Regions from separate parts of the Zea mays genome. Here region 1 is linked to region 2. The links are chromatin contacts, called in public Hi-C maps. All regions are on one chromosome and are shown on one strand. Each heading gives the region's core, a stretch centred on a gene start, on an enhancer-like site or on the middle of the called end of the contact. The rest is flanking DNA. Distances are from core to core; before and after follow the strand shown. Region 1 holds the start of LOC100217038 (putative TLD family protein). Region 2 holds the start of LOC103645800 (SWIB complex BAF60b domain-containing protein).

What was found. A called contact is a pair of places that touch in the nucleus more often than the background predicts.
Region 1: a Hi-C map of tassel shows a contact between it and region 2, with 2.0 times the contacts expected there. The contact joins the promoter of LOC100217038 here to the promoter of LOC103645800 in region 2. A contact is called at or near these places in 4 of 25 Hi-C or Micro-C datasets (ear, leaf and tassel).

The regions. Positions count from the first base shown.
Region 1 is chr2:3,663,816-3,670,582 of Zm-B73-REFERENCE-NAM-5.0, reverse strand. LOC100217038 (putative TLD family protein) reads right to left here and starts at 2,969. Exons shown (of 6, transcript NM_001143410.1): 1 at 2,031-2,969; 2 at 951-1,114; 3 at 515-753; 4 at 247-446. The coding sequence starts at 2,837. It overlaps LOC103648341 (peptidyl-prolyl cis-trans isomerase NIMA-interacting 1), which reads right to left. Exons shown (of 3, transcript XM_008672828.1): 3 at 5,830-6,324. The coding sequence ends at 6,200.
Region 2 is chr2:3,385,232-3,391,565 of Zm-B73-REFERENCE-NAM-5.0, reverse strand. It overlaps LOC103645800 (SWIB complex BAF60b domain-containing protein), which reads left to right and starts at 5,042. Exons shown (of 6, transcript XM_008670519.3): 1 at 5,042-5,807. The coding sequence starts at 5,224.

The DNA.
Region 1 (6,767 bases), core at 1,720-4,219, 280 kb before region 2:
TGGGAGTGGTCAATCACCCTATTCTATGCCCTGAAAACGCAGTGTCATTTCAAAAGCGCATCGGTAGATCAACTTTTGGGATAGATAATAACATATTTGAATCCAAACAGAAAGGAAGATTGCTAACTAAATATCTTCAGCAGAAAAACAGCAAAGCCTAAATCCAAGATTGCAAATAAGGTGAAATAGTGCACAAAGGCAATCAGGTTACTATATTCCTTGGACACCAGTAAATCTGAATTTAACCTGATTGGGGATGAGAGAGCCATGTTGATAAGTTTTATCAACAGCATGGTGTCGTACTAAAACTCCCGAGAAGTCTTCATCAAGAAAGATCCTCTCATTTCCAATTGTTCCACCAAATGCTAAGCCAACGGGCTTTGGATTCGCTTCATAAGCTCTTATCTGAGGATGTAGGTGGCAGTACATGAAGTTCTTTTCCTTGCCTGCTAGGTTAGGGGGTATAGTAAGATACTATTAGCGCAGACAAAGTTATGGTCAATAAAAGTCATACCAGATGGTGGTAGCATGCGGAATATTGGATGTGCGGCACAAAGGAACCCAGAGCTACCATAAAAGGTATCTTTGTTCTCAAATCCCTCCTCGGTCAATACACCAATCACCCATCTTCGATCAGAATCAACATTCTCACCACCACCTTTTGAGAATGCTGAAAGTAGAATCAGCATTGGCCCTTTGTACCCCTCAACACAAGACCAGAACCGGCTCAGTCCTTTTCCATGAACAGATGACCTACAGACAAACATTTTTATCGATGTTAGTCTTACTACATCCTTAGGAGAACCGACAATGAGATAATATATATTTAAGTTCTTAACCAGATTTGGAAAAAAAATCGCACTCATAGTCAACTAAAAAATGCAATGTTGTACGAAAACTAACATACAGATATAATCACAAGAATAGATATCATCAGCGCACCAAGTTACCTATAAAGGAGGTCTTCTGTGTCCATTCCAATAACAGAAGCTGACAGCAGCTTTTCACTCAACTTGTTTCTTAGGCTGAGGGCAATTGCCCATGCTCTCCCCCGTGTTAGCAGATAAACATCAGAAGTGTCAAAGGTTGTGCTAACAGTTGAAACAGAGCTCTCCTGCTTGTGACGAGTAAGAACTCCAGTCAATTCATGAGATAACAAAAAAAAGGTTCAGTTGAAGAAAAAAATATAGGCATGGTTCCTTAAAAAAGGCAAAATAAATAAGGATCTATTTATCTAGAAGAGAATATCATCAACACAATTTCACATTGTTCAAACCTAGCGCAGGAACTGTTTCCAGAGCACATTTTTTTGTATGTAAACCCCAACTCCCACAGTAGTGGACTTAGTCGATCATCATTATATTGTAGAATCTGTGGCTGGACAACTTCTACCAGAATTCTTTAGAGGTAATTCTGAACTGTCATTCCATCAAGTACCAAAGAAAAGGTCCAAGATATAACATTACATAATTTGCTGATACTTTGCAGAAACAGGACAATCTGGAGACAAATTTCAAACTATATTTATGTATGTAATATATTTGTATATTATCCTAAATCATATGAGAGAGATAGTTATATACTACATTTATGTTATAGCGAAGCAAGTAGAAGAGTGTGCTATAAGTTGTGTATCGGAAAAATAGCATTTAAATTTATAGAATCAATTTCCATCTATCAACCCATGAATTTGAGATATGCTTATATGATAATTCTGGAAAGTGCTGGAATGTCACATTCTAAAAAAATAGCCTATTCCATCAGTAAGATTCCAATTCCTCTAAATCAAAGGAAACAAACGAGACTTAACAGATAATGAATAACTGTAGAATATATTAGGCTACAAGTCATGATCAGTAAAAAAACAAGTATAAACAGAACAATAGAAACTTTTTTCTACACTTATGTATGATCTATGAACTAACAAGGTAACAACAATGTCGCACATATTCTACTGATGACACTAGATACAGAACAAACGCATCCAACGTTTGACGGACGCTACAAATTCTGCAATATAATTTGATTACCTCCACAGAGTCAGCAGCCAGGGACCGGAATTTGTCCCGCACATACCGCGAGAGGCAGTTCCCAAGGCCGAAAGGCGTGGACAGCACCCACGACATGAACTCCTGGACCTTCACCCCCTTCCCACCGCTGGAGACGTCCCAGCCCCAAACGCCTGCATCATCCGTGACGACGCCCGCCGAGACGAGCGCCGACAGCACCAGGTGCGTCACGTCCGGGAGGAGCACCGTGACGGGCTCCGATTTATCTCCTCCGTCACTGACCACCCTCGAGGCCGAAGCGCTCCACGCCATGACCCAGCACACCCAGAGGAACACTGCGATCTCCTCCGGCGCGAGCTCCCCCACGACCTTCCCATCCTCGTCACCACCGCCCTCGTCCGGCTGGAGCTGGACGCCGCAGGGTGCCCCCGCGCCGGCGCAGGCGGCAGCGTACACGCGGAGGAGCAGTGCGAGCGAGCGGGAGGCCGTCACGCGCGCGCAGCAGCGGTTGAACCCCCTGAGGAACTGGACCCACCCGGCGCCCCCGTCCGTCACCGCGGCAGCTCCGTGGCCGAAGAATTGGGAGGCGATGGCGGGGCCGAGCCCCCCGAGGATGCCGTGGAAGTGCGGCGGCGGCGGCGCCGGGGATCCGGGCAGACGAAAGGAGGCGGGCGGCGGCGCGAGGGCATCCGGCAGCGCGTTGGCGGCGGAGCGGGAGAAGGCGGCGCGGAGGAGCGGGAGGGAGAGGGCGGCGGAGGCGAGAGTCTCCTGCTCCCGCTGCTCGTGCGCCTCTGGGGACGGGTTGCCAGTCGAGGAGGACGCGCCCATGGCCGGCGAGGTGTCGGTGCCGCGGCGAAACGGCGATGCTGGATGGGGATTGCTGAGGCGCGCGGGTGGGGAGAATGGTGGCGTGGAAAGGCGGAAAGCTTGGAGACCACCTAGACCTAGCCGACCCTTGGGAAGTCCGATGGGGCGGAGATCGGAGAAGTGGGGGGCAGGCAAGTGAAGGAAGGGAGGTGCGTGGCGGCAACGCGCGTCCCTAGTTGATTCGCCACTCGTCTTGGATAGATAATGATCTTGTTTCTTGGCAATAATTAATTCACGACCGTTTAACTTTTCATCTACCTTAAGCTGAACTATATATTCTCGTTGTTTAGCCTCGTGGGACTTTGCAAAATGCTGTTAGTCAAAAACAAAAGAAAAGAAAATGCATGTTTACGCATCTTAAATCGTCGTGCCCGAGCTTTCTTGAGCTTTTCGAGCGCACGGATTTGAGGCCACCACCTCCTCCTCCCAAACAACATAATCTAACCTAACCACTAGAGCACATGACGTTTGAAATATATAAATGGTATTCCCTTCGTTTCATTTTAGTTGTCGCGGTACAGTACAAAATTAAACTATCCAACGACAAATAAAAAAACGGAGGGAGTAGATATTATACATATTATGTTATATAAAGGATCGATATATATACTTTTTTCGTTCCAAAATATAATTTGTTTTAAATTAAACATGTATTCATTAATCAATCTATGAATGTACTACCTCCGTTTTTGAACGTGTAGTTCATTTTTGAACTAAAACGTGACAAATAAAAAAAAATGGAGGGGTAGTTTGTATATATGTTTACAACGTGGACAAAAAAAGGGCTAAAAAACTATATTTTAGGACATAGAGAGTATATACTAATAATTTGAAAATCTCTATTATATTTAAGTGGGATTTTCTTCATGTGTCTTCCTCCAACATCCCTCCCATATTGAACCACAACCCTCCCCCTCCCACACTCAACTTCTAACCACTAGAACACATATTTATTTGTGTTCTACAAAGAATAGATATTGTAATATTATGAATATAGAAACTATAGTGACACTCGGGCAACTGACTACTCAAGTCTAAGGGTGTGTACGACGTCATTAAAAACATTGTGTCTTCAGTGGGTAATGAATTGGAGAACCGCCTCTTCGCTAAGCAATGTTTCTAGCGCTTGGCTCGACGATGAAGATATGAAATTGTGCTTGTGTTGTACGATGAATGTTGTTTCTTCCCGGTCTAGTGTGGTATGGAATCGTGCCTAAGTTGTATTTATTAAAACATTTAATCTAAGACACAACATTGAAATTGTCTTCTGTATGTCTTGTGCTTGAGAACTACAAAGAGGGTTCTAGATTGTATATGACCTAAGACGAGCCGAACATGAGTAACTCACGAGCACTCGAAATAGATGTGATGCTATGTTTTATATTAATTCTTAAAAATATTATGTTTAATATTTCAGCCCCTGTTTGAATGAGACAAGCTTCAGTTATAAAGTCCTAGATCTTAGTGCACACTATAAGATCGTTTCAAAATTTAAATATTCAAACTCGTTTTTAACACATAAATGTATCAACAAGTTGCAATCGCTCCATTTTAGATTTATCTAAACATAGCCTAAGGCTGGCCAGGGAAAATGAGCACTCATTGTTGGCTTAAAAAAGAGTTGTCTCAATCTTAAACCCTTTTTAGAGCTTTATTTAGCTTCAACTTCACCGTTATTCATGCAATGTAGACTGTTCTTGATTTTAAATAGCAAGCTATAGTGATTCTATAGTGTCATTGTAGCTGCTAAGAAAAGCTAGGCTAAGACTATGTCCGGCAGATCGCGTATATGGTCGTACAAAATATTATTTTGTAATATAGATGGCACTGTTCAGAGTGGAGTTTGAAACAGAAAATGAATAGAGAATTAAACATAATACTGTTTTTAGTATGATTTTAGCTTCTTACCCTGGTTATTTTCTCCTAAGCGAACTCAACAAGTTTAGATGTCGATATTGGAGGGCATGAAATTGAATTGGGTTCAATTACAAATCAGGCATGATTTTGAAATGAGATGTAATTCTAATACTGTTGTTTGGATGTCAAGGAATTGGAGTTTGGAATTGGATGGTCCAATTCCACTCAATATAAAGGAGTGATGCTCTGTATTGGGAGAGGGAGTTTCTAGCTAGTCCAATTCCAGGAAATTGGGTCTTTGATTCCAAATCCAAATTTCATGTGCAATCAAACCATAAAAATCTGGAAAGCTGATTCTAATTACTAATTCCATGCTTCAATATCTACATCCAAACGAGGTACTATGTTAATTGTCTCGGCGTTTTGGCTAAACAACGTTTCAGAACACCAGAATAATCAAAATAAGAAAACAAACAAAAAACACTGAGTATAAAAAGAAAGATATATTGTAGAAGCCAGATGATGAAAAATTTAAACCTAAACACAAAATATCATTACAAGATCCAAATAAACACACCCACCCACTAATAAAAAAACATAAAAAGAAGAAAAAGGAAGCCGGCGACCTGGAGGAGCCACTCGTCAAATGAGGCGTGACCTATTGACATTGACATGATTTTTTTGGCTAATTCGTGTCTTATGCTCGATCTGAACTTAAAATATTAATATTTACTACACAGGATATCCAATTTCAATTTGTTTTCACCGTTATGTTCTTTACCATTCTATCTTCAAAACAAGATCCTACGAGAGTATGTTTCAACAAAGAAAAAAAATGGTGAAATACGGATCAAATGGCCATATACCCTGATTTGGCTATAGCCAGGTAAACCATGCATCCAAACACTTGCCCAAAGTTTCACAGCTGCGGCCTTTCGAAAGAATCTGCAGCCTGCAGCGAGCGCACAGCGCAGCATCATACCCACCTCTAAACTGTTGTCTGCACTCAACACTCGCAACAGCAAATTCAGGATTAGTTGGCCACAGAATTCAGGGGCATTCTGGAGAGAGTATGCAAAATTCACGGAGGCAAAGATGACATAAAAACAATCGACATATACTCGTGTCATAAATACCCAAAATAATCTGATCCCATCGTAGCCGTGAGCATAGTTCCAAACCACAGGTCTCCAGCGAAGTTTACAAAAGGAAGTCAAACATCCCATTTCCTAAGGGCATAGGGATTGTTTGGATGCGCGTGTATATATTTCAATTCAATCCATATAGGTTGGAGTAGTTTGGTTTGGATTCAAACCACTCAACCATGTGCGTTGAGGTGAAGAGATGAGCATCCAAACAACCGTCTAAGAGAAGAAGAAAAAACACGCACAAATTCACCAATGAAGCAAGAAACCATACAGCCTCTCCAAGGCATCCACCGTGTATGGATACTGCAGCAGGTGCAGTCAGCCAGTCCTCTTGATGATGTGCACCCCGCTCTCTGTATCAACCACGTCGCTGATCTCCCCGACCTTCAGAGCAAACGCGGCCTTCTCAAAAGGCTTCTGCATCTTACCCCTCCCAAATGAACCTGCAACAAATAACCATAAACTTAATCGTCATCGGCCGTGGATTTTAAATGTTTAGAAAATGATATATGAATCTGAACAGGGTTGGATGAGAGTGATTTTCACATTACATCCATAATGAGGCTATATTCCATGCCTTCTAAATCCAATTCAAAAAATTTCTTGCATGCCAAATTCCCAACAAATCTCTTGCACTAGAATTATTTAGCAAATAATAAAATGGAATTGTGCTGGCTACTTAGTCGAATAATAGCACTGCTCTAACACATAGACATAGTTGATAGGCTTGTATCCACTATTGGACGAATCATGCCTAATAATGCTGCATTAACATTGGTGGAAGCATTGCATTAACATTGGTGGAAGCATACATAACAATTGATTGCATATTTACCGAAGTTACCATGCATTACATCCGATTGCTATAGCCTAATCTCTCAACAAA
Region 2 (6,334 bases), core at 3,793-6,292:
TAACTTCGAGGCTCGGGGGCTACTGTCGGGTACCGTAATTAGGGGTACCCCCAATGCTCCTAAACACGGCTGGAAAACATCTTCAGAAAAAACCATAAATGACTGATAAGCACAGTTCAAGTCAGGGCTTCGTCTGCCAAGGGACGCGACCTCGCCTCGCCCGAGCCCAGCCTCGGGCGGGAACAGTAGTCTCGGACAGATTCACGCCTCGCCCGAGGGCCTCCTCAGGCAGTGGGCGCACCCTCGGCACGCCCGAAGCCTAGCTCGGGCAGACTTTGTCGTGCAGCGACCTCGCCCAAATCGCCTTACCAACCGACCGTATCGCATGCGCATTTAATGCGGGAATCGCCTGACACCTTATCCTGACACGCGCGCCTCAGTCGGCAAGGTCCAAGTGACCGCAGTCACTTCGCCCCTTTACTGACCGTTCTGATAAGGAAACAACGCTATTCACTCCGTTCTGACTACTGTGCCAACCACCAGGGGAAAACTGACAACAACAAGTCACGACCTCCCCCGAGTTCAGCCTCGGGCGCAACAGGGAGCTCCGCCTCGCCCGACCCCAGGCCTCGGCCTCAACATCGGCCTCGGGAGAAGGTCACCGCCTCGCCCGACCCTAGGCCTCGGCCTCAGCCTCGGCCTCGGGAGGAGTCATATCCTCGCCCGACCTCAGCCTTGGCCTCAGGAGAAGTCTCCGCCTCGCCCGACCTCGGCCTCGGACCGACTACGCTACAGGGGATACATCATTACCCTACCCCTAGCTAGCTGCCTCATGCTATGAAGGAACAAGACCGGTGTCCCATCTAGGTTACTCCAGTAACAGGTAATGATGGTTCCCCGCGTGCGCCCATGACGTTGGTTGCTCTCAACCCCCTACGGAAGCAAGGAAACATCAACAGGATCCATGCCACACCGCCAGCTATGCTTCAATAGGGCTCAAGGCACTTCTCCAACGGCCATGTTAGTACCTGTACAGGGCTCAAGGCACTTCCCTGCCAGCCACGTTAGCACATAGCTACACCCCCATTGTACAGCTAGGCATCTCCTTGTATCTATAAAAGGGGATGTCCAGGGCCTTCCTAGGGCACGGGCAAAAACGCACGGACAGACACGGATGCACGACGCAGACGAGCGGAGGCAGGCAGAGTAGAAGAGACGCGGTGCTCGCGGGTCCGAACCTGATAATCGTATTGGTGACTAACTTTCCTCGTGGGGAGATGGGCTCAAGCACCGGAGGAGAGGTCATATCGCTTTTGTCTTCTAGCTCATCGACGGGGAGTTGAGGGCTAGCCCTTGTGGTGACGAACCTGCATCGCTAGTTTCGTTGGGCGACACTGCCGACACTTTGGTCATTGTCGGTCGTCCCGTGACAGTCGTGATGTTGGTTAGTGCTGGCCCCAACCTGATAGTGTTATCTTATGTTAGAGGGTCGTCGCTTCCTCCTCCCCCGCCCTTCATGCGTCGTCTTACGAGTTCGGGTCCTCGACCGTTTTGTGTTGGCGATGGGCGAGCCGTGGTGTTGGCTGGAGGCGTCTTGACCAGTTGTATGACGTTCGATGCTCATGTTGCAGGTCTTCAGGCACGATTTGCCATCATGAAGGCCCGTGCGGCGAGTACGCCACTCGCCCTGCTTCTCAATCCATTTTTGCCTCTCGGGGCGCTAAGACATGTTTATCTATATCTTTTGAGCAGGGCAGGAGGATGAGTTGGCGGAGCTGTGCCGCGAGGTCGATTCGGTGACTCGGAGCATCCGTGTACGTGGAGCAACTCGCCTGCAACGCATGTTCGACATTCCGAGCCATGTCCAGAATGTCGTAGACCTCGACGTCCACCGTGGAGCCTTATCCAGGGGTACGACGAGGTCGCCTGCAAGGTGGCCAGCGCCGTGTCAGCGGAGGACCTGATCTGGTGGGCTCCCTAGGGCCCTTCTTCGGCGTTCGTCTTTTGGTTTCCCAACACAGGAAGATGCCCACGACACTGTGTCAGGCGTCCATACAGAACGTGGGGGAACAATCAAGCCCCCCTCCTTTCTTAGTCGTCAGTTTCTGTTTTTTGGATGTTGGGTTTCGCACCTAGCCCTCGAGTCCAGACTATAATTTATGGGGGACTCGGAGGCCGCTTTATGTAAAGAATGATGTAGTCCTGGCCTCCTAGGTAGACCTTGGTCTAATGTATATTTTTTATCCTGACGTCCTTCTTTATGCGAATGAATACTTATGTCAGGTCTTCCATCGGGAGGTGGTGGCGTGACGTGTGGCCTGACATGCCAGCGGGCCAGACATGCTTCCTCGTACAACAGGTCTTTTCCGTCAGTCCCAACCAGCAGGGTCTTGTAGGATGACCTTTATTTAATCGTGTTGCTTACCCTGTCTTGTCCACCTTGTTTTCGGTTCCCTAGACCCTCGTATTCTTTGCTTGGCCCATCCTTCCTTTGCTCGGGTCTTCCGTCGCTCCTCCCATGGTGGACTGGCGCCGATCCTTGATGAGTCCATGACTCTCTTAAAGTATCTACATGTGTAGGTCCATTTTTGAACCCAAATGATGCCTTCATCACCCTATGTGAGGGGTATCTAGGCGTCGAGACCATCCTCACCTTATGGCAGTATTTTTTTCTCCTGCGTCGAGCTATTGTGGAAGAGGGAGGAGCAAAGGGTAATGGAAGCGTGGGCAGTCGATGCCCCAGTATCCGCCTTCGCAGCGGAAGGTCGCGCGAGTACATCGCGATCCCCCTTTGGGCATGCGATCCGCAAGACGTAGTTCCCTGTGAAGGTAAAGGCGCCAGTAAACATCTCAATGTACGACGGATCATTGAATCCAGTCATATGGTTAGATGGCTACCGCCTCACATATTGCATGGCAAGGATCAAGGATGACCACCTCATCATCTAGTTCCTCAGCATCCACCCCGCGAAAAGGAGCAAGGGCCTGCTCCAACATCTGCCAGCCGACACCTTCCACGATAGGGTCAACCTCCGAAAGGCCTTCATTGGGTACTTCTAGGCAACCTACAAGCGCCCTAGTTGATCCTGGGACCTCAAGAGGTGCACCCATAAAAGTGGGGAAAGCCTCCGAAATTGCATTCGGAGGTTTTCCTAGAAATGGAATGAACCTCCCGACTCCACCAACGTCGACGTGGTAAGTGCCTTCACCTACGACACAACCAATGAGGCACTCACTCTTGAACTTAGGCAGGGGAGACCAAGAACAACTGCCAACCTCCTCGATATAGCGACCAACTTCGTCGACAGGGAGGACACAATAGGGGCAATTTTCCACAAGGGAAAGAGCCCACGCGATGCCGACGAACCAAGCAACGAGAAGAGGGAGTGTTGGGAGCACCTTGACATGTGTTGGAGGAACCACCACCCCCGACACGACGAAGAAGTCACCACCGAGGATCGATCACCCAAGCCGTCGGCGAAGAGAGTGGCGATCACTTCCATAAGCTGATGGACTCGTCGTGCCAGAACCACGACTTTCCGTCCACCGCAAGCTTCGGGAGTGCGAGCCCTTGAAGCGCTTCATCTCTAAGCCACCACCAAGAAAAGCAAAGCTGGAGGAGCTGCCCAAACCAGCGGAGCAGGAGGCTCCCATCGAGGATTTCTCTGAGCCGACACAGCCCAGACTTGTCCCCCTATTCTTAGGATTAGGCGGGCACGCTCCGCCACCCGGCTCGAGTTTTCTCTCCAACAATATTAGTTTATGTTTCCTAATTTTAAATATATCAATTATAATTGTTAGAGAACAAACCAGGATTTTATTGTGATTCGAAAAGATAAAACCACATCTCAATCACAATACTGAATTTGTTTCCGCTGCAAGAAGTAAAGGGCATTTGTAATCTAGTTTTGTAGTTCATATCTAGAAATTGAATAACCACACAATTTGAAATTTGAATAGATGTATACTCACTCAGTCCCAAAATATTAGTTGTTTTGTTTATATTCAAATGAATGACGAGCAATCTAGACACATATATAAAACAGATACATTAATTATTGTATGAATTAACTAAAAAGGTAAAACAAATTTTATTTTGGGACGAGTACATCATAGGCACACATTATTTGTTGAATTTATTTTTTCTCTCTAAAATGACCAAAACAATCTTAGAAATATTTACTAAAACAACATTTTTTATTTTTTTTGTTATTAAAAATAATTTCATATACTTTTATATTAGGAATTCACAGAACTTTTGCCTTGAAATCTATTTTAATACTTGAAATACAATAAAAATATTTAACTACGTAATATTTCAAAAAATAGAGAAAAAATATTTAGAAGTATACATAGTTCGATTAACATGTTAAATTATCACCGTAATCCAATTTAGTACATCGTGGCTAACCTTGCGCATACAAAATGATTGACGTGATGCCACGACAAAGAAAAATATTGTATAAACTGGCTAAGTGTAAAATTAAACGATGTTAAAAGTCGAGTGGTGACACGAGGGAGGAAATGGGGACTTTTTTATATACAGACGCTATGCACGTGGCTATGATTTCTATACATATCATAAGTAAGCTTTATTCTAATAAAACACAAAATATATGCTTCTTTTATTGGTTATGTAGGTTAAATGTAGAACCGATAATTAAACTTCAAATTCTTTCGTACATAGTTTTACTTTATTTTTACAAATGTTTGTTATTTTTTTCGAAGAAAAAAGAGACCCAAAGCGTTTTCGGGCTATGTACACGCATCACGGCCCGTCTCGGCCCAGCCCACGACCTCCCTTTGCTACGCTCGCCGCAACTGCAAAGGCGACACGGGGCGGGGTCCACATGCGCAGAAATTGCAACCCTCAACAACCGCATCAACAAAAAACCGTGGGCACTCTCGTCATTCCGCACCGCGCCCTCCTGCATCCACCCGATCGCGACACGGAACCCCAGCCCCACCCGCGCCCATGACACGTGGGACCACCCTCCCACAGCCCAAGCCATCAGCAGCCGCGTAAGACGATTGGAGGTGCGCTTAGCGACTTGTCCTTTTCTCTCCTCTTATTTTTCCTCCCCTAGTTAACAAACATAGGGCTAGAGGCTAGAGCGAGGGACCGGAAGTGAGAGACGGACCGAGGAGAGAGATAGAGAGACAAAGGGGAGAGACCAAGCGCCAGAGACACAGAGAGGGGGGCGGAGGAGAGAGAGGGAGAGGGGAATCGCGGGAGGGAGGCGGGGTTTTGGCGAGATTTGAGTTTCCCCCCACGCTCCCGCCATGGTGTCCGACCAGGAGATCGCCAGCTGCGTCGAGTCCGTCCTCCGTGGCTCCGCCGGCGGGCCCGGGGAGGCGTCGCTCGCCGCCGTGCTGCAGCAGGCGGAGGCCACGCTCGGCGTCGACCTTTCCCACAAGGCGGGCTTCATCCGCGACCAGATGGACCTCTTCTTCGGCCCGCGCCTCCAGCCGCAGCCCCCGTCCAAGCCCCAGCCGGCGCCTTCCCCGCCTCAGGCCGTCGTTGCCCCCGCGGCCGCCGTGCCGCAGCCTCATGTCTTACCGCAGGTGCAGGCACATGCACAGGCGCAGCAGATGCAGCCGCAGCAGCTCGCGCCGCTCCAGCCGCAGCTCATCTTCCAGACCATCCCTCAGCTCTCCGCCATGGCCCCCGTCCCCGCGGTCTCCGCGCCGCCGGCCGTGCCGGCCATGGCGTTCTACCCGCCGCCGCCGCTCGCCTTCCGCTACACCACCGGCCTCGCTGGGGCCGCCACCGGTGGGACCGTCTCTTTCCAGCAGCCGACCCCTGGGGCTGGGGGCACTGCTTCCCCTACCGCTGCACCGCAGGTCGCCGGCGACAACAAGGAAAGGTGAGCTGTCGATGGAATTAGGGTTTGCGGTCCGCGCTCCGTGGATTGAGGGGATTCGTATGCATATCTGTCGATTGGCTTGGAAATCTACTTTGATTCGACATCTAGTTGGTCGATTCGAGTGATTAGGGTTGTCGAGATTGAAGATTCAAGGTCTATACTGAGGATGACTAGTTGGTATCTTGAAATGGTTTTGTTCTTGTTTGTGCTAACCTGAGGTTAGGGTTTACGGTTCAGACTTTCTTGTTGGTTGTGTCAGTTTCCACTTCAGTTCAACTGGTTATTTTGTACTGTAGTGTTCAGGATATGTGGCTTAGGATGGCATTTTCTTCCCCCCACCCCATTTGTAGATAATGGATCAGTAACTGTTTAATTGTAGTTTTGTTGCCAACTTCTTTCAACGGTATTGGTCAAACAGAGAAGAATCCAAACGTTGTTCTGTCGACAGCTTGTATCATGCATATTTTTTGCTTCCAAAAAATTCTTTTGTAAAGCAGAAAAGATAATATTCTGTCTACACTCGTAAG